Linked DNA regions of Mus musculus: regions 1, 2, 3, 4 and 6 are each linked to region 5. A link is a contact called in public promoter capture Hi-C data. All regions are on one chromosome and are shown on one strand. The core of a region is the stretch at or near the end of the contact, and the rest is flanking DNA. Distances in the headings are between cores, read along the strand shown. Region 1 holds the start of Gbp2 (guanylate binding protein 2). Region 2 holds the start of Pdlim5 (PDZ and LIM domain 5). Region 3 holds the start of Gbp7 (guanylate binding protein 7). Region 4 holds the start of Gbp3 (guanylate binding protein 3). Region 5 holds the start of Sh3glb1 (SH3-domain GRB2-like B1 (endophilin)). Region 6 holds the start of Kyat3 (kynurenine aminotransferase 3).

Region 1 (2,769 bases), core at 66-2,565, 2.1 Mb after region 5:
CACTGAGGCTCCCTCAGCTGGATCCCGTGCTTGGCTGGTAGACTTCCATGACATTCCCAGTGCTGTGGTACTCTCTACCAGCACAGTCTTCCAGACACAGCTCATAGTTTTCCTATGTTACCCTAGAGAATTCCTCCCAAAGGTTTGGTTTCTTTCAGTTCACAGTGGTATTTATGCCACAAATATCACATGGACTATATGCATTGCTTTAAGGTGAACCAGTATCTTCTGGAACATGATATAGTTTTTGAACTCATGAAGTCACAGCAGCTGTGGCTGCCTATAGAAAACCTGCATAAAGGCGGGTGGTTAGTGGCACATGCCTTCAATCCAGCACTTGGGAAGCAAAGGCACATGGATCTCTGAGTTTGAAGACAGCCTGGTTTACACAGTGAGTTTCAGGACAGCCAGGGCTACACAGACACACTATTTTGAAAACAAAACAAAAGAAAAAAGAAAAAATGCATAAATCAAAATTCTACCATAGGTTGGTGAGAGTCCCGGGAAGCCCAGAGCATAACTGAGATGATAATGGCAGTTAATGGCTGCTACAGACTCCAGGGTTGGTTTTCTTCAGTAAATGGCCCCTGTTAAGTTACCTGAATTCCACTAGGTGGCCTTATGCCCACGTTTGAATGAGCTGCAGTGACTTGATTAAATGAGGACATGAAACTGAGTGAGGGGTGGGTGGGAGGAGATGGAGGAAAGAGTAGGGAATATACACAATCAAAAACACATGACATATATGATGTTCTCAAGGAATAAATAATGTGTGTGTATTCAAAATAGTATACACAAAGATATTGTAGCTCAATAGATTTTTCAATGGGGGAAACTGTCTCTTTTTATGAATTCCAAGCAGCCTAACTTATTTAGGTAGACACTGGCAACAAGTTCAGGAACTTTGTCTGAGTATCATTAAATAGTAAGAATGATATAAAATGGTACCGAGAAAGCAATATGAACCTCAACACACTTATGCTCTCAGTGTGAAGTCTTCTTTCCCAGAGTTTAATTAATTTGCCCTAGTAGGGACAGGGACATCTAGGGTAAAGTCTGCCTCTGTCACCTAGCCCTGGGCCACACACATCTGTGCTGGTTTCAGCCTCCTCTGGTTAGGGTAAACCAGCAGTCTGCTAAACAGTTTTCCACCCCTGCCTCTGTCTTACCTGAAGAGAAATCCTTTAGAGAAGAAGAAGAAGCAGCTTTTCAATGCTGGTCAGCTTTGCCTCTGAGGCTGGCTGCAGAGTGCTCTGTCCTCTCTCACAGGCACTGTGACATAGACCCTGTAGTAACCCGGGAAGTTCCAGATTTTTGCCAGAGAACTTGTGAGGAGTTCGCTCTTTATTTATGCTTAAGACAGTGAAAGTGAAACTAAAAGAGTTCCTAACTGGGGTGGGGTTGGAGGGATGACTCAACCAGCACTGCAGGAATGAGGGGTTTGCTCATGGGAGGAGGGTCTCAGGACTTCTCAGGTAGAGATTGATAAATGGTGCCATTTCTTGTGGGTGTTTCAAAATGTAGGGTGAAAAGGGTGTGGTTTTGAAATCATTCTCTTATGTTTCAGTCCTTTTTTGTCCATTAGTGTTTGTTTTGTGAAGTTGCCAGCCCCACTGTGTTACACAAAGTTAGCAAGCAATTGTGCAATTCAGAAGTGGACATGAATCGTTTAAAAATCATTTCTCTGTACTGTGAAAGAATAAAAATAGAACGAAAAAGGTGAGAATTTGGAGGGACAAGGAGAGAGAAAGGAAGGAGAAAGATGGGGGAGACAAAGAGAGGGAAGGAGGGAGGAAGAAAAATTACTGAAAGTGAAAGTGAATCTGAGTTCCTTTAAACATGTCAAATGCTGGGAAATCAGCTAGCTTGTTTGTTAGTTTGTTCATTTGTCTTTTGGACTAGAATAATCGCTATTAACATTATGTACAATCCCACAACAATTTTAGCACCACTTAAATATTTTCAATCATGTAGACATGTAGAATTTAAGAGTAAGCAAAAGGGATTTCTTTCTTTTCTTTCCTTTTTTTTTTGTTTTTTGTTTTTTGTTTTTGTTTCTAAGCTTAAAGGGGTGGAGTTTCCAGTCATTTGTAGTATGTTTCCTTAGAAACAAGTGAGTCAGAGTCCTGACCCTAAACCATTGAGTGCAAATAACATCTCTCAGAGGCTGAGGGAAGCCACTGTCAAAACTGAGACTGACATCTGTGAGTCTCTGAGCTAAGGCTGGGAATGACCATGGAGTTGACAAGCCACTGGCACTGTGGCTGTGAGAAGTGTCCCAAACTGTGCTTTGAAGTTCTGAAGATGTCTAATTAATCCTCATGCTGATTTACCCACGGACTAGTACTTAAAATCTTCCAGGGACTTAACACAAATCAGACAATAGGTCAGACTTTGAATACAAGTGTTGAATTCTTCTTCAAGCACACATGATACAAGCATGCACTGAAAAGTATACTACAGAAACACTATACCATCCACTGTTATGCTATAAGTTAATGTACCACTAGAAGTATTTTTTAAAGCCCTGGGTTTAATGCCACTACCAGAAAATAATTATACAGAAAGTATCTTTGTGTTTCTGTATTCCACAAGAGTACTAAGCCCCGTGACTGTGACATTTCCTCTGTGTGGTACTACTGTTATTCTGAATGTTCAGTTGCAGAGCTGAACCCCTCATCATTGGGTGCCTGTGTGACAGCTAAGAGTCTTCTAATGACCTCCCCTCTTACAGAAATTTAGGAGCGGCGTTTCTTACATTATGAACAA
Region 2 (2,700 bases), core at 9-2,508, 2.3 Mb after region 5:
TGTAACCATTCTTAACCATTTACTTTGGAATGATCTATGAAACAGAACCCTAAAACACACTAGACAAATCCCACATTAGAAAAATTCTTCCCTGCAAACTAGTTTTCCTTTTAGAATGTAATACAATCAACAACTGGCCAACAAAATATGCAAGTCACATCCATGTTAAACTTTCTAGTATATACATTAAAAAATGAAAATAAGTTGTAATAATGTTTTAAATAGGCAGATAATATCAACATATAATCAACATACCTATTTTTTAAATTTATAACATTTTAAAAACCTGGTCCATATATGTCAACTTGGCCACTAAACATCCAACTGTACAGTGAAATGTAGTCCTACTGAAGCTTCTATTTAATGGAAATCCTATCCTACTCATGTATAAATTTAGATTCATAACAATGATATAAAACATTTTTACAATGAGTTAAATAGACATATGTGGCCAGTGGCTACTATTTGAACAACTTTGAACCTACTTTAGGAGTTTGCTTGTACCTCTAGAGCAGACTCCAGACTCAGGGACTTCGGTTGAGGTTTATTTTTGTTTGATACACCACTTGGTTAACACTTGTGCTTTTAATATTTTAAAAGTTTCTTTTCGAGTATTCGTTAAACATTACTAACGTTTGCTTGTGAATAAATTCTCTGGGCAAAACCAAACAACTTTACAGAAGTAGGTAAATGTGCTGTTAATTTGGAATTAGAAAAATAAGCTGAGGATACAGTGGCTGAATCACTTTTGGCCACTGCTTTGTATGGCTGTCCTTTAGCTTGACGACAGATTTAACTTCTGCATATTAGGGTTAGCGATTTTCACCTTCCTGACAAGCAAACTTCAGAGTTTGCACTTCTCGAGAGTATACAGAGGTCTTTCACAAAAGCAGGCGGTAGTCGCTGAACTTGCACCGGCAGAGATTTAGCTAAAGCCCTTTTCTATTTTCAGCCAGACCAACTGCGGGTCAATTCAAGTTTCTGCAGAGTGAAAAACGCCGAAATACAAAACAGAGAAGCGGAAGGCTAGATCTTTGCCAGGTACCAGTCCAAGACTACACCCCGGAGACTACGCCCACCGAAACTCCACAGGGGCAATTGTTTTTTGTGGCGGCGGCAGCCGGTCCCAGCAAGTCACAGAGCACAACAGGGAGACTCCACTGCCTTCTAAGCCCTGAGCGACGTGGCCCCGCCCAGCCCGGACCATGGGGGCGTGACCATTAGGGGAGGGGCGTGGCCAGCCTTGGGGCGAGGCGGGGCGAGCGCGGAGGCGGAAGTTCCCCACCGGCTTGAGAGGGACGGCGCAGGCACCGCGAGCCACTTGTCAGCGCTGGTCTGAGGCGGAGGGTGCGCCGCGCCGGTCAGGAGGTGAGTGGCCGCGGGAGGCGGAGGAGCACGTCCTGGTCCGCGAGGGAACAGGAGGAGAAGCGGGTGACGGGGTGCGGCGCGTGGAGGGGCGCGGGACGAGAGGAGGACGGGGCGAGCGTGTCCCCGGGAGCCGCTGCTCCTCAGGTGCTCCCGGTGCGCGCCGAGGTGTGAGAAGCGCCCGGGGCAGGGCGGCGCGCGGCGGGACTGAGCGCCCGGAGCCGGGGCTCTCGGGGACCGGCGCTCCGGAGAGCCGGGCGCACCAGGGGGCGCCCGCCGAGCCGGAGGGCAGGCGGCGAAGGGCAGCACCTCGGCCTGGGGCGCGCCAGCCCCCAGGGAAGCTCCGGCGAGCCGAGAGTGTGCGCCTGCACGGGAAAGCGGCGCAGTTTTGTTTGCTGGCTCCCAGGCTACGGAGAAGCGTGTATTTCCCCCTCCCTGAAATATGTGCAGTTGTGTAACCTGTGAGGGTTACACGTCGGTGCGTCCAGAAGGAAAGCCCACTTAGATCAGTCGCGGTCGCCAGTTTTTATGAAACTGGTGTATACTTGGGGCTTGGGTCAGACTGAGCTTCAGCCCCGTTTGACAATGAGTGGAAAGAGGAAGGGCGTATGGACTGGGCAGAACTTGGAAAGAAAATTCGTGACTGGGCTGGGCAGGTCTAGGGTGTGATCGCCAGATCCTATCCCAGGTCCGCCTTCTTGACCCGAGGACGTCTGAACCCGCCTGCTACGGAAACTGCTAGCTGGGGAACCTTATTTGGCCAACAGGGCTAGGCGTGAACCCAAGCTGGGAAACGTCTCATCCCTCAGCCTTAGTGCTTTAGTCCTCCCACCATTCTATCTCAGGAAGGGGAGAAAGAATCTCTAGGTTGTCTTAATTGAAGGGCTCCTCACTTGTAGGTCTCTCCCGGTTACGCACACCAAGGAAACTCGCACACAAGTGTGGGAAACCACTTTTAGCCTCCCTCACTAGCAGTAGATGGAAGGTATTATTTATGCTGTCCCTAAAAGAAAATCCAAAGCTCTACAGAAATTCCAACGTTTTTACATGTTTGAAAGCAGAATAAGCTGTTATTTCCTGCCTGCTTGGTTGGTATTTTAGCATTTGGGCACTAATAACCACATGGGGGAGACTTGGAAAAAGCCAATAAAAATATTGCCGTTGCTTAAGGATCAGAATATTTTCAGACAAATGAATTCCAAGCGAAGCTAGCAGAAAGGGAATTTAGAGAAGAGACCGGTGTTGTGGTTTGGCTGACTTGGCTAGTGCTAGAAATGTTAATAACAAATCGGAGAAATCAGGAAGGGAGTCCCTAAGAAAAGGGAAGTGACATGG
Region 3 (2,700 bases), core at 105-2,604, 2.2 Mb after region 5:
CAAATCTCTGATGGTGCATTCTCTCTTAAAACAACCATAAGTATTGAAGGCTATTGTGCCTCCTTTTCACTTGTCTTGGAGGTCATGCACACATGCTAAATGAATGCTCAGGAAGACTATAAACTGCCCAGTGGATCAGGGAATAAACACCAGATCCTATTACCAAAACTTCCCTGATAGAACCAACTTCCGCAATTCACCTTTTCTACACTGATAAATATCCTAATTGGGAAATACCAACTCTCAATTGATTAGTGGCATGTCATGATATAATGTATAAGGGGCACTCTGGGTGCTGTTTGTCCTCTGGTGGCATCTTAAAAACTGTAGGTGTTTCTTTACTTAGCATCAATTTAGAGTAGGTGTCGAATGGGAAACGTAAGCTCACCTTAATTCTGTGAAAGACAACAGTACCTTAATGACCAGTTCTATCTATATTAGGAAAATATTGATAGGCATGTTATTTCTCTTCTCTCTGCTCTCGTGCAGGTCTGGGTTACTGTCCCAACTAAGAAGCTTAAAATTCACAGTAAATAAGTAGAACTACATAGCTGCGATTGGTCATGTAAATTATCCATGGTCTCCAAAGGTGGCTCGAGCCACAGGGAAGACAGTAAAAAACTGCCTCCTCCGGAGATTTTTCACAAGCTCCAAAACTGGTCTGAAACCTTAGATGGACGACTTTGAAACAGTTCACAATACATGAAGGGGTTCAGGCTTTCCTGCTGTTTCTAACTTTTGACTGAGTACCCCATTGCAGAGCGCGAGAGTGCACTGGTAGCACAGCGGTGCACGGGGCGGGCGCAATTGGAAATTCTGTCTGACTCAACAAGGGAAGGCTATGTTTTCTGTTTCTTCAAGCCGAGCTGAGCTCACAGCGGCGGGAGTACCTGAGGACTATGGTAGATGAGGATTCTGGGGTTATGCCCTCTTACTTGGAAACAATGCAGGGGAATGGGTAGCCTGCGGGAGTGGGTAGCCCTGGGCTGATATTCCCGTAGGAACCGCTCACCACCCCACCCCATCCCCCACCATGCCTGGCTGTGGTGGCTGCTCGAGAGTGGTCGCACTTCCCACACTGAGCAACGCTGTCCACCCACCCTGAGGCCACCAAGCCGTCTCTGATCGCGGTCGTCCACCCTCCGGTGTCATCTTGCACCAAATGTGGAGTTTATGGCCTGGGACCTCGGGACCTCCCTGAAGCTCCTTAGGAGATGTGTACATTGGGTATGGAGTCTCAGGGAACTCACCAGCCTGCACCGGATTCTCTGCTACCTGGATTCAGCACCTTTAGGCTTGCTGCTGCGCCCGCCCCGATTCCTCCTGAAAGCTCTCTATTCTTAAACTCCAGAGTGAAACCGGATATTGCCTGCACTTAGTTGTGGGGATGGAGAACTGAAACTGAAACTGCACACACAGGCTTGTGCTGACTTTCTGAGAAGCTTCTGCTTTTCCTGGAAAGAAAACGGAATCTGTGGGGAACAAGTCCATAGTCTTCCCTGCCAGATGGGCGGCGGATGAAAACAAGTCGCTGATTCTCTAAATACTGACTTCTATTGGGAAATACAGAATGCTGCAACAGAAATGTGCCAGCTCCTGCCACTGGCTTATTCCAAGAGGTTGACACCAACGAGACGTTTTTACCTTAAAAAACGCGCAACTCGTGCATGATAGTAATACTGTACATATTAAAAAGGTAATGGGTTGTTTCTGTGCATTGGATACCTCATGTGATATATGATGCAGACTGGGTTAACATAGCTATCTCTTCAAACTGTTAACACTTCTTTTTTGAGATGTATGCCACAGTCACCATCATTTATCTTGCTGTGCAGCAGCACATATGAAAGTCTGGCTTCTCCCTTTTTCATGTCCCCTACGGGTTAGCTTGCTATGCCTTCTACTATATGGAGGTTTTTTTTTTTTTTGTTTTTTTTTTTTTTTTTGGCAAAACCGAAATGAATTACAACAGGTGTTTTGGGAAAGAAAGAAAAAAAGCTTTGTCTTAAGTGACTGTCCAGATGTCTGGTAACATACAACAGACTAAGCTGTCATCTTTGTTTGGTTAAATGTCTTGGTGCATTTTAAATTCACAAATATTCATGTCAGGGTGATTCTGTGATTGGAATGTAACCTCGTGTTGTGTTAAGGAACATCTACATACAGACCAGACTAGTGAAGTATCCATGTCTGATGCTTTCTTACAGGCCCCTCGGAATCATCTTTCTGAGCTAGGGAGGAGGTGGGGCTTGGTCAGGCCTGAGAACCATCATGTAGTGTGTCCTCAGGTTATCCTTCAGGTGGGAACATCAATTTGATTCCCATCTGTTAGTTTGACTGAGGTAAATTTCTCCCATAGAACAAAGTTAAGTGTGAACTCTGTGGAATAGCAGTTGTCAGACTCAAGGCTAGGACACGAATGCACTTCATTGCAGTAACGCTGGATGAACTAGGCATGTCTGGAGTCAGGGCACGGGGCAGACACTTAAGTGTTAAAGCTTTCACAACCCTCTCTTTTATGTTGCTTTTTAAAAGACATAATGGATCTATTTCAGATGGACCTGCTGTGAGGATTTGTATATGCTCAGCCTAGAAAGTGGCACTATTAGAAGGTGTGGCCCTGTTCAAGTAGGTGTGGCCTTTTTGGAGTGGGTGTGTCACTTTGGGTGTGGGCTTTAAGACCCTCATCCTATCTCCCTG
Region 4 (2,700 bases), core at 169-2,668, 2.2 Mb after region 5:
GTGCCTCCATGGTCCACTCGGAAGCTGCAGAACCCTGTAACCCAGAACAGTCGCTCACTGAAATATGGGATCTTAAAATCGTCTGTTGTCATCACCCAAGGCAGACACATGTCGGTTTTTGTTTGCGCAACACGTATCTCAAGTTCTGTATGTTTCTAAAGTGGGAAATGAACTCAGCCTTCCCAAACCTGTTACAGTATTTCTCATAGAATATATCACGATTCTTCTTTGAACTATGAAAAGTATTCTCCGGCTTCTTAAAAAATAACATGAGAAAGCCAACAACACTGATGTCTGAGACTGAGAGCACTCGGGTTTTGCAGCGGGTGAGGCAAAAACGCACGTGGCAAAGTTGCAAAGTGGGTAGAAAGGTTTCCTGGCATTCTGAGAGAATTTGAAGTCTGTTTCAGTATGAGAAGTTTGCCGGGTGTGTGTTGGGCACTGCCTTAGGTGGCTGTTATCAAAGAATAAACTAAATGAGTGCAATTTCCTACCTTGGTGAGCCTCTGTTCAAATGGGAGAGAAAACGAAGCAGAAAATGAACACACACACACACACACACACACACACACACACACACACACGTGCCCGTGCGCCCACACACGCCTTAGAATAAAGTAAGTATAGAGCGAGGTAGGGACATTGGAGGTTGAATTCAGATAAATAAAACAGGGACTGACTCCAGCAAAATAAGATAAAATGAAGCCTCTTAGTGACACCTTTGAGGACAGATGTCTGCTATCAAGAAAACATTGCGGACACAAGGAAGCAAACTGGGGGAAGCTACCCTACAAGAGGCTGCAGTACTACTGAGTTTGGCTCCTGGGTACCAGGCTCTCACCACCAAGGATGGGCCTTGGTCATTGTCTCCCAAGCCAGAGGGGTTATTGAATGAAGACCCAAGAAAAGCAGTACATGCACGCTTGGCCCGCCAGGTGGCGCTCTGCAAATGGCCACAAGACCCTGTGAGGTCTGCAGCTTGCACTGGCTTGCCCACCAGGGTGAGTCTGCCACCCCAGAATGGAGATGTCCTGGCAATTTCGCCGGCAGCGTCTGTTGAGAGAAACACATGTGGTTACTCACCCAGGCACTGGCTCTGTAACAGGGACAGTCCTCAGCCAACTTAGTTCTTTCCCTGAGCTTCCTACTGCTCCAGGCTCCTTGGAGCAGCCACTGTTAGAAGTGGCAAAGTAACAGCCGCCCAAACACAAATTGAGATAAAAGGAACTGAAATCGAAACCATGCTCCTTGCTTGATGACTCAGTCAGTCGTTGAGGGCTTGAACAAAATAACAGAATTTGTGACCTCAGCTGAGCTGAGGAATTTCCCAGATCCCCCCGAACTTTCTGCAGTTATCACCCCGCCACATCTTGCAGATTGAGACTTTTTTTCTTTCCTACAGTGTGTTCCATCACCGATGCAAAAAAAAAAAAAAAAAAAAGGAGAAAACAGAATCACACTTGGCACACAAGTCTGTCTGTAGTACTCACCAGGGAACACTACTAATCAATGATTGTCATTGCGTTTTCTGGGTCCCCTGCCCTCTTGGATTTAGACTGCAGTCTAAATCAGCAGTGTGGCCTCCTCCTTTCCCTCCACACATTTCAGAGGAAATGCTCCCTCAGATGCAGCAGGAGAAAATAGCAGTCATTATACAACCTGAACTCAGGCTGTGAATTCGAGCCAAAGGCGACGACTGGACTTCCCCCCAGCAGAAAAGCCCTTTCTCCTCCCTTTCTTGTGTTTTCCAGGGATCTGGGAAATAGAAACTGAAACTGTGTCCTGACATGAACCAGCTTTGTTTAGGGAGTCAAAGATGATTGCTCAAGCCCTGGGTATCCTAGCCTTTTTGTTAAAGGAAAACAAGTCCCCAGTTTCCTTAAAGTGCATATCTGCTGTCAGCTCCCTGTTAGAGTCTTTAACCAAAGTGTTATAAAGATGGTGAACTATAGAGATGGCCACTGTTTACAGTGCAGCTTGCTTGGCAAGAACAATGCATGATTCAGTCAGGTCTGTCAGTAGAGCTAACAACTCTGGGCTGTTCCTTCTCTACTCTGACTGACAGGAAGTTCCCAGTATGCTTTGCCTGTCTTTCTGGGGATGTCTCAAACTACTCTCTTTCTTTGTTTGCCATTTGTCCAACACAAGTGTTCATTCCTAATCTACAAATCCAAACTTCCAAATCCTCCCAATACTGATTTTTTTTTGAGTTCTGACATAAAATCACAAGTAAAAAAAATCTGTTCTATAAAAGTTTCCTGCTTTCATGAATTATTTAAAATATTGTCTATGTGAACTGGCCATGGAAGTGGAGGCAGGGGAACCATTCTGAGCTATATATTAAGCTTGAGGCTAGCCTGGGCTACATGAAAATTTTGTCTCAAAATATATATACAATATGTGGGACGGGGTTCATGTATGCTAAGTTGGCTGTGCTCAGACTACTTCATGTACTTCATGTATAGACTACTTTCAAATAATTCATGCAAAAAGCAAACTTTCAACATTAAAAACAAGACATAGACAGACTGACTTTTCAGTTAATAGAGTTCCAGGTGAGCTACAACAGATATGCTTTTATTATTAACTGCTACAAGTTATCATTAACTATCCTTTAAGGCTGGTTAGGTTGAAGTCCTTATATAATACATATGAGTATCAATTTGTGCTTTATTCCTTCCTTGATCATAAGAAAAAACT
Region 5 (2,700 bases), core at 136-2,635:
TTTAACAGAGCACATTGCATTTATTCGATCGAACTGCCATTGTGAGGACCTAAATGGCCCAGTTCTCACTAACGATGTGAAAATGAAAGTTTACGAGCTGGGGGTTATGGAATGCTTGTTTTAAAGGAGAAAGGGACACTGAGCTGGTGTGTACTTTTGCCTCTCCCCTTCATTTCCTTTCTAATGTGAGAACATATGTGTGATATCTAGAGGTTCCAGAGGCATCTTGAAACACCAAAATGAAAGTTACATGATAAGACCTGTAAAACAGGATCTATTGGACAGTGGTTTGGTCCCCAGGATAAAGGAAGTGGGGAGAAGAAAAAGGAGGGAGGAACAAGAAAGAAAAACAAAGACAGGAGGGTGATGGGTTTGAAGCGGTCTTTGGATACCTGAAGCCAGGCTAGGTCGCATGAGGCCTTTTCTCAGAAAACAGAAACTAAATTAGCTGAGTGTAGTGTGGGTGTCTGGGTGGGTGGGTGTGGGGGGAAGGGCTCATGCCTTTATCACACAGCTAAGAGTTGGAAGGTTGAGGCCCTGCCAGACAGTAGGTACTCAGGAGTGAAGGAATGTATAACCGGATAGGAACCTTGTCTTTCTTCTCCATTGTCTCTCTGAAATGCTCTTATATACCTTCCCAGGGGATGGGAGATACTTTCTAAATATGCCTCAGATGACCACCAGCCACCAAAGGGACTGAACCCTTCAGCACCTACTCAATGCCTCACACACAATAGGTCCTCAACAGTGAGTCAAAGTATAATAGGGTAGGGGACAATGAAGACAATCCCGTTCAGCAAAGATTGGCTAGGTGTCTACCCAAGCCATAGGTAGCCTTTGACCCCAGACCCAATACAGGAAATCCGGGCCAATGATTCTATAGTGTCAGTTCTGTTTCCTTTTAAGGAACGTTTTGTCCATGCTTTTCTAAGGAACTTTTGTCCGGGCGATTCTGTCACAGACACTCACTGAGATGCTGTGGGAGGGAATCAGGGTGAGAGCCCAGGAGGCTCTCGTTCTGGTAAGAACTTCCACTGATGCTCTGACACTGGCTTGGTGCTTAGTGAGCTGTCAGGAGAGCCTCAGCCGCGGCTCCACCCAGTGGTGAATCCTCGGCCACCCTGCAGGGGTCGCTGTTCCCATGAGAACCTCTGCAGCGGCTCCACCCAGTGGTGAATCCTCGGCCTCCCTGCAGGGGTCGCTGTTCCCATGAGAACCTCTGCAGCGGCTCCACCCAGTGGTGAATCCTCGGCCACCCTGCAGGGGTCGCTGTTCCCGCGAGGACACCCCCGCCCCCCACCCCACGCCATCGGTGAGGCCACGCCCCCCTCCCGGCCGGCTGTTTTCCGCCGCGGTTGCACAGTCGCCGGGCGGCGGGGCGGGGCGGGGCCTTCCTCCGGACGCGACCTCGGTCCCCGTGGCTCGCAGCTGCTCGGCGACGCGACAGGCCCAGCGTGTGAGCGGAGAGGCGCGCGCTCGCGGGCGCCCGCCCTCTTCCCTCCCCCGCCTCCCCGCCAGGAAACGACAGCTGCGCGGGGCTGGCGCCGCCTCCCGCCACCTACCACGTCCGCCCCGCCGTCGCCGTCGCCCGGCGCCCCAGCCCGGCCGCGGCGCTCCCCGCCTCCCCGCTAGCGCAGCCGGCGGCTCTGCCCGGCTGCCGCCCGGCATGAACATCATGGATTTCAACGTGAAGAAGCTGGCGGCCGACGCGGGCACCTTCCTCAGCCGGGCCGTGCAGGTACGGCGGCGGCGGTTGGGGCCGGGCGGGGTGGTGGCGCCGGGGAGGGCGAGCGGAGGGCGGGTCGGGGACGGCGTCGCCCTGGTACCCAGGCCTGCCGATGGGCGCGGCCTGGCGCCCCTGCCCCGCTGGCCGTTTCCGCCTCGCTCGCCCGGCCGCCGCCGCCCCGCGCCCCGGCAGGCGAGTCGGGACGCGGCCCAGGGCGGACACCTTGGGTTCACCCCGGGGCGGAGGCCTCGGTGCCCCAGCCGGCGAGGCAGGGCACGCCGAGCACCTTGGCGCCACCCCCACCCTCCGCTGCGCTCGCTCTCGCCCTCCGGGCCGCGTCCGACCGAGAAGGGAGTTTCCTTTTCCTGCCCCTCAACGCAGAGGAGCTGCCAGCTCAGTTCCCACCAGCCCTCGCTGCTGCCCCTTGGAAGGATTGTCCCAGAGCTTAGCAGCCCGTGGGGGAGATGGAGATTGCCTGTCCCTGTCGGTGTCCCAGCTTCACCAAGGACGCAGGACACCTAGGATTAGGGGTGCCCTGACGCGTTCCCCAGATGGGCTATATAGAGCAGGGGTGAGAGGAGGACGCGATTCACGTTGTTGTCACATTGGAGGGGACCGGGCACGCTTGGCTTCAGGCGCACTTGGAAGGGAAAAGTTCACTGCGTCTCCTTATTCTGTGATTAAGGAAGTGTCAGCAATAGGGAACTTGGGCAGATTTTTTACAGTCAACACCCACATTATGCAAACTCAGTTAAATCTCGGAGCAGATGTCAATTTCACAACGTGGCTTGTAAACAATCTGGTATTGAAGTTAGTGACATAGGGTAGCAGCAGCCCTCTGTTCCGGAAAGAGAAAACAAAAGTAATGTCCCATGTGCCAAAATCCCACCGAACTATAAATCTCACGTGTGCTGCTTTATTTCTTGATTCATTTCATTTTACTGGCACTGTGAATATCATATTTCGTTATCCTT
Region 6 (2,700 bases), core at 113-2,612, 2.0 Mb after region 5:
AACATGGTTAAAGTTTAGTGCTCTGAATTTACCACTCAAACTACCAAGTTACAAATCTGACCCATAGGAGGTATACAGACATAAAGAATAGTTGTGTTAGCAATCTGAAAACGTCAGGAACCTTCAGGTTACCTAAAAGCTCAAGAAAGATTTATCAGAGACAGCCTCTTGATAAATAACACTGCTCCCTTTATTTTCACCACATGCCATACCTGTTAGCCGGGTTCTAGAGTGTTTATAAAGTTCGCTAATTGCAACAGAGCGAGGTGAACAGGGTTCTAGCTTTCAAAGTACAGAGGCATTCAAGGCCATATGAAGAGGTGAAGCATGAATAAAAAACACAGTCAAGTTTATCAGCATAAGTGTTAAGAGGCATTATCAGCATAAGAGTTAAGAGGCACCATTCAAAACGGGCTTTAAGGCCGCGTGAAAGTGAGATTCTCTCACAAGGGAAGCGGTATGGTCACCTGATGCCGAAATTAGGGTACCGCACACAGGCAAAAGTTGAACAGATTTACAGGCTGGCTGGCTGCAGCCCTGAGCAAGCTTCCCGTGTGCCACCTACCTACCCAGCAGCCCATAGGTGGAACACTGAATGGAGGTGCTTAGGGGCGAGCGGCTCAGATCTACAAGAATGCTTGACCTTCAGACACCACCAATTAAGACTGCTTTTGTCTTTTGCAAAGCTCCGAAAAGATAATCTCAAGCTTCTGGTTTAACTGCTTTTCCAACCCTGAACTTTCGCCTTATCTGGGCTAGGGAGGTAGCTCAGTTAGTAGGGATGAAGCTCTGGGTTCCAACCTAGGCACCGAATAAAACCAGCAGCGGTGGCGCACACCTCTAATCTTAGCACTGGGTGTGTGGGTCGGGTGTGTGGGAGTGGAGATAGGAGGATTAAAAAGTTCCTTTGCCACAAAACTACTTCCAGAAGAAGAGACTGTCTCAAGAAACAAACACAAACATCTTTCACGGATGAACTGAAGTCAGTATTGCCCTTGCAAAGGTGCGTTCTAAACACCCAGACTACACAATCAAGAGTAAAAGGGACAAGGGTGGACTTTTCTCCAAAGAAAAGCCTGTCAACCCCAAGATAAATCCCACAGTCTCCGCTGTGGTCCGACCATGTGCCTAGTACGGGCGCTTCTCCTGCCCGCCGACCTCCCTTTGGCTCCCGGCTCCGCAAACTCTGTATGCCCCGGGCCGAGTCACCGCTCACTACGTCCCGCCCGCTTACATCGTTCTCCTGGTTCCAATGCGTCCCTGGCCTTAGTCCGGAGGTCGCTAGGTGTCGCCGGGGTTCCTGGCGGAATGCACTCGGGGATCCAGAAGCAGAGTGCAGCAGGAACCCTCCTGATTGTAGAGGAGGCGGGGTGGAGGCGGTTCGTGGCTCTGACCAGGGATTGGCTCCGGTATCAGGGCTAAGGCTACAGATTGGTTACGGATTTCTCCAATCGTGGCGCGCCCTGTGAGAGTGCACAAGAAGCTCCCAGGCTAGGGGACAGGGCGTGGCCTTGGCTGAGTATCCAGGAAAAAGTGGAAGTGTGCGACTGTTTGGAGCAGAACTGTTTTTAAATCTCCGCTGCGTGGATTCGAAGCAGGTTCTAGGAGAAAGACTTGAAAATGCTTGAGAGGCCGGCCTGTGTAGTTGTCTATGTGTTCCCTCTGATGGGGAGAGAGGAGGGAGAGGGAATCTTTCCTTCGGAACTGTAAAGTGATGCAGGACCTAAAAGGCGGAGGAAGTGACACTGAAGCGGGAGGACAAGCTGTTAAGAGCACAGCTTGGGGGTTAGATTTTCTTCCTCTTGCGTTTAAAGGAGTCGAGGTGTTGTAGTTCACGAGAGCGGCTGAACGCTGTACTCACGCCTGTAGGAAGGAACAAAAGCGGATTTGGTTGGATGCACTGACCTTGCCACAGTGAGCCAAGCGCTTCTGTATTTTGTTACGAACATTAAAGGTGCTCATTGTAAGCAAGGGCACAGGCAGGCTGCTGAACTGACCGACCCATGGTGGGAAGAAGATGTTTACCTAAGATATAGGAGAGAGAGAATAACTAGAGGATTTGGGGAAAGTCCAAAGCAGTTATGGGAAGAGAGCAGAGAGGCAGACTGGCAAGGGCTGTCTCTCCAGAGCAGAGGGAATAGCAGGAAAAACCTTGCGAGTTATAAAGAAAAACCGGTGGCTGCAGCTTCAGGTGTGTGTGTGTGTGTGTGTGTGTGTGTGTGTGTGTGTGTGTGTGTTTGTCCTGTGAATTGGAACAGCCTGGAAGTTTAGAATAGAAGGGGAGGAGGGCTTGAGAGCTCTGTGGCTTTGGTAGGCACTTTGTATCTTAATAGGCAAGTGGATTTTCCTGGCAGACAGAAGGTTTCAGAGGTCCTTAAGGATGAGGGTGAACTTTTGTCTCTCCCTGAAATTCTACAGTGGAGCTTGAGGTGAGGCAAGCCTTCATTTTGAACCCAGTCAGCGGGTCTGTCCATATTCGGGATTCTTGGAGTTTTCCCCTTTGGACCTAAAACTCATGACGATCTGGAATGGCTTTATCTGCAGTCGGTGTTCTGTTGATATTGCTGAGGTTGAATTGGGGAACATCGCAGTTCGTTCTCAAGGTTTTTGAGGCTAAGTGGCTGCTCGGTGTCCCTTTCCTTTCTCTCTCTTCTCCTTTTCACATACAACCATTACAGTAAGCTGCTAGTTTCTTATTTC

Evidence for each region. Promoter capture Hi-C pulls out the DNA fragments that hold promoters and counts their contacts.
Region 1: a promoter capture Hi-C map of liver shows a contact between it and region 5, with 10 times the contacts expected there. The contact joins the promoter of Gbp2 here to the promoter of Sh3glb1 in region 5. A contact is called at or near these places in 2 of 39 promoter capture datasets (liver and pre-B cells).
Region 2: a promoter capture Hi-C map of liver shows a contact between it and region 5, with 4 times the contacts expected there. The contact joins the promoter of Pdlim5 here to the promoter of Sh3glb1 in region 5. A contact is called at or near these places in 3 of 39 promoter capture datasets (liver, neutrophils and pre-B cells), 2 of 484 Hi-C or Micro-C datasets (CD4 T cells and pre-B cells) and 3 of 9 other capture datasets (adipose tissue, liver and macrophages).
Region 3: a contact with region 5 is called in a promoter capture Hi-C map of pre-B cells, with 4 times the contacts expected there. The contact joins the promoter of Gbp7 here to the promoter of Sh3glb1 in region 5. A contact is called at or near these places in 4 of 39 promoter capture datasets (the C10 cell line, liver and pre-B cells) and 1 of 484 Hi-C or Micro-C datasets (CD8 T cells).
Region 4: a contact with region 5 is called in a promoter capture Hi-C map of pre-B cells, with 6 times the contacts expected there. The contact joins the promoter of Gbp3 here to the promoter of Sh3glb1 in region 5. A contact is called at or near these places in 2 of 39 promoter capture datasets (liver and pre-B cells) and 1 of 484 Hi-C or Micro-C datasets (CD8 T cells).
Region 6: a promoter capture Hi-C map of pre-B cells shows a contact between it and region 5, with 12 times the contacts expected there. The contact joins the promoter of Kyat3 here to the promoter of Sh3glb1 in region 5. A contact is called at or near these places in 5 of 39 promoter capture datasets (the SN4741 cell line, hippocampal neurons, liver and 1 more), 1 of 484 Hi-C or Micro-C datasets (liver) and 1 of 115 datasets of contacts at active chromatin or transcription factors (astrocytes).

The regions. Positions count from the first base shown.
Region 1 is chr3:142,619,209-142,621,977 of GRCm38.p6, reverse strand. It overlaps Gbp2 (guanylate binding protein 2), which reads right to left and starts at 1,315. Exons shown (of 11, transcript NM_010260.1): 1 at 1,170-1,315.
Region 2 is chr3:142,394,254-142,396,953 of GRCm38.p6, reverse strand. It overlaps Pdlim5 (PDZ and LIM domain 5), which reads left to right and starts at 1,258. Exons shown (of 13, transcript NM_019808.3): 1 at 1,258-1,368.
Region 3 is chr3:142,528,990-142,531,689 of GRCm38.p6, reverse strand. Gbp7 (guanylate binding protein 7) reads right to left here and starts at 1,354. Exons shown (of 11, transcript NM_001083312.2): 1 at 1,251-1,354.
Region 4 is chr3:142,559,074-142,561,773 of GRCm38.p6, reverse strand. It overlaps Gbp3 (guanylate binding protein 3), which reads right to left and starts at 1,418. Exons shown (of 11, transcript NM_001289493.2): 1 at 1,084-1,418; 2 at 1-34. The coding sequence starts at 10.
Region 5 is chr3:144,719,020-144,721,719 of GRCm38.p6, reverse strand. It overlaps Sh3glb1 (SH3-domain GRB2-like B1 (endophilin)), which reads left to right and starts at 1,385. Exons shown (of 9, transcript NM_019464.3): 1 at 1,385-1,738. The coding sequence starts at 1,667.
Region 6 is chr3:142,699,710-142,702,409 of GRCm38.p6, reverse strand. It overlaps Kyat3 (kynurenine aminotransferase 3), which reads right to left and starts at 1,362. Exons shown (of 14, transcript NM_001293560.1): 1 at 1,235-1,362.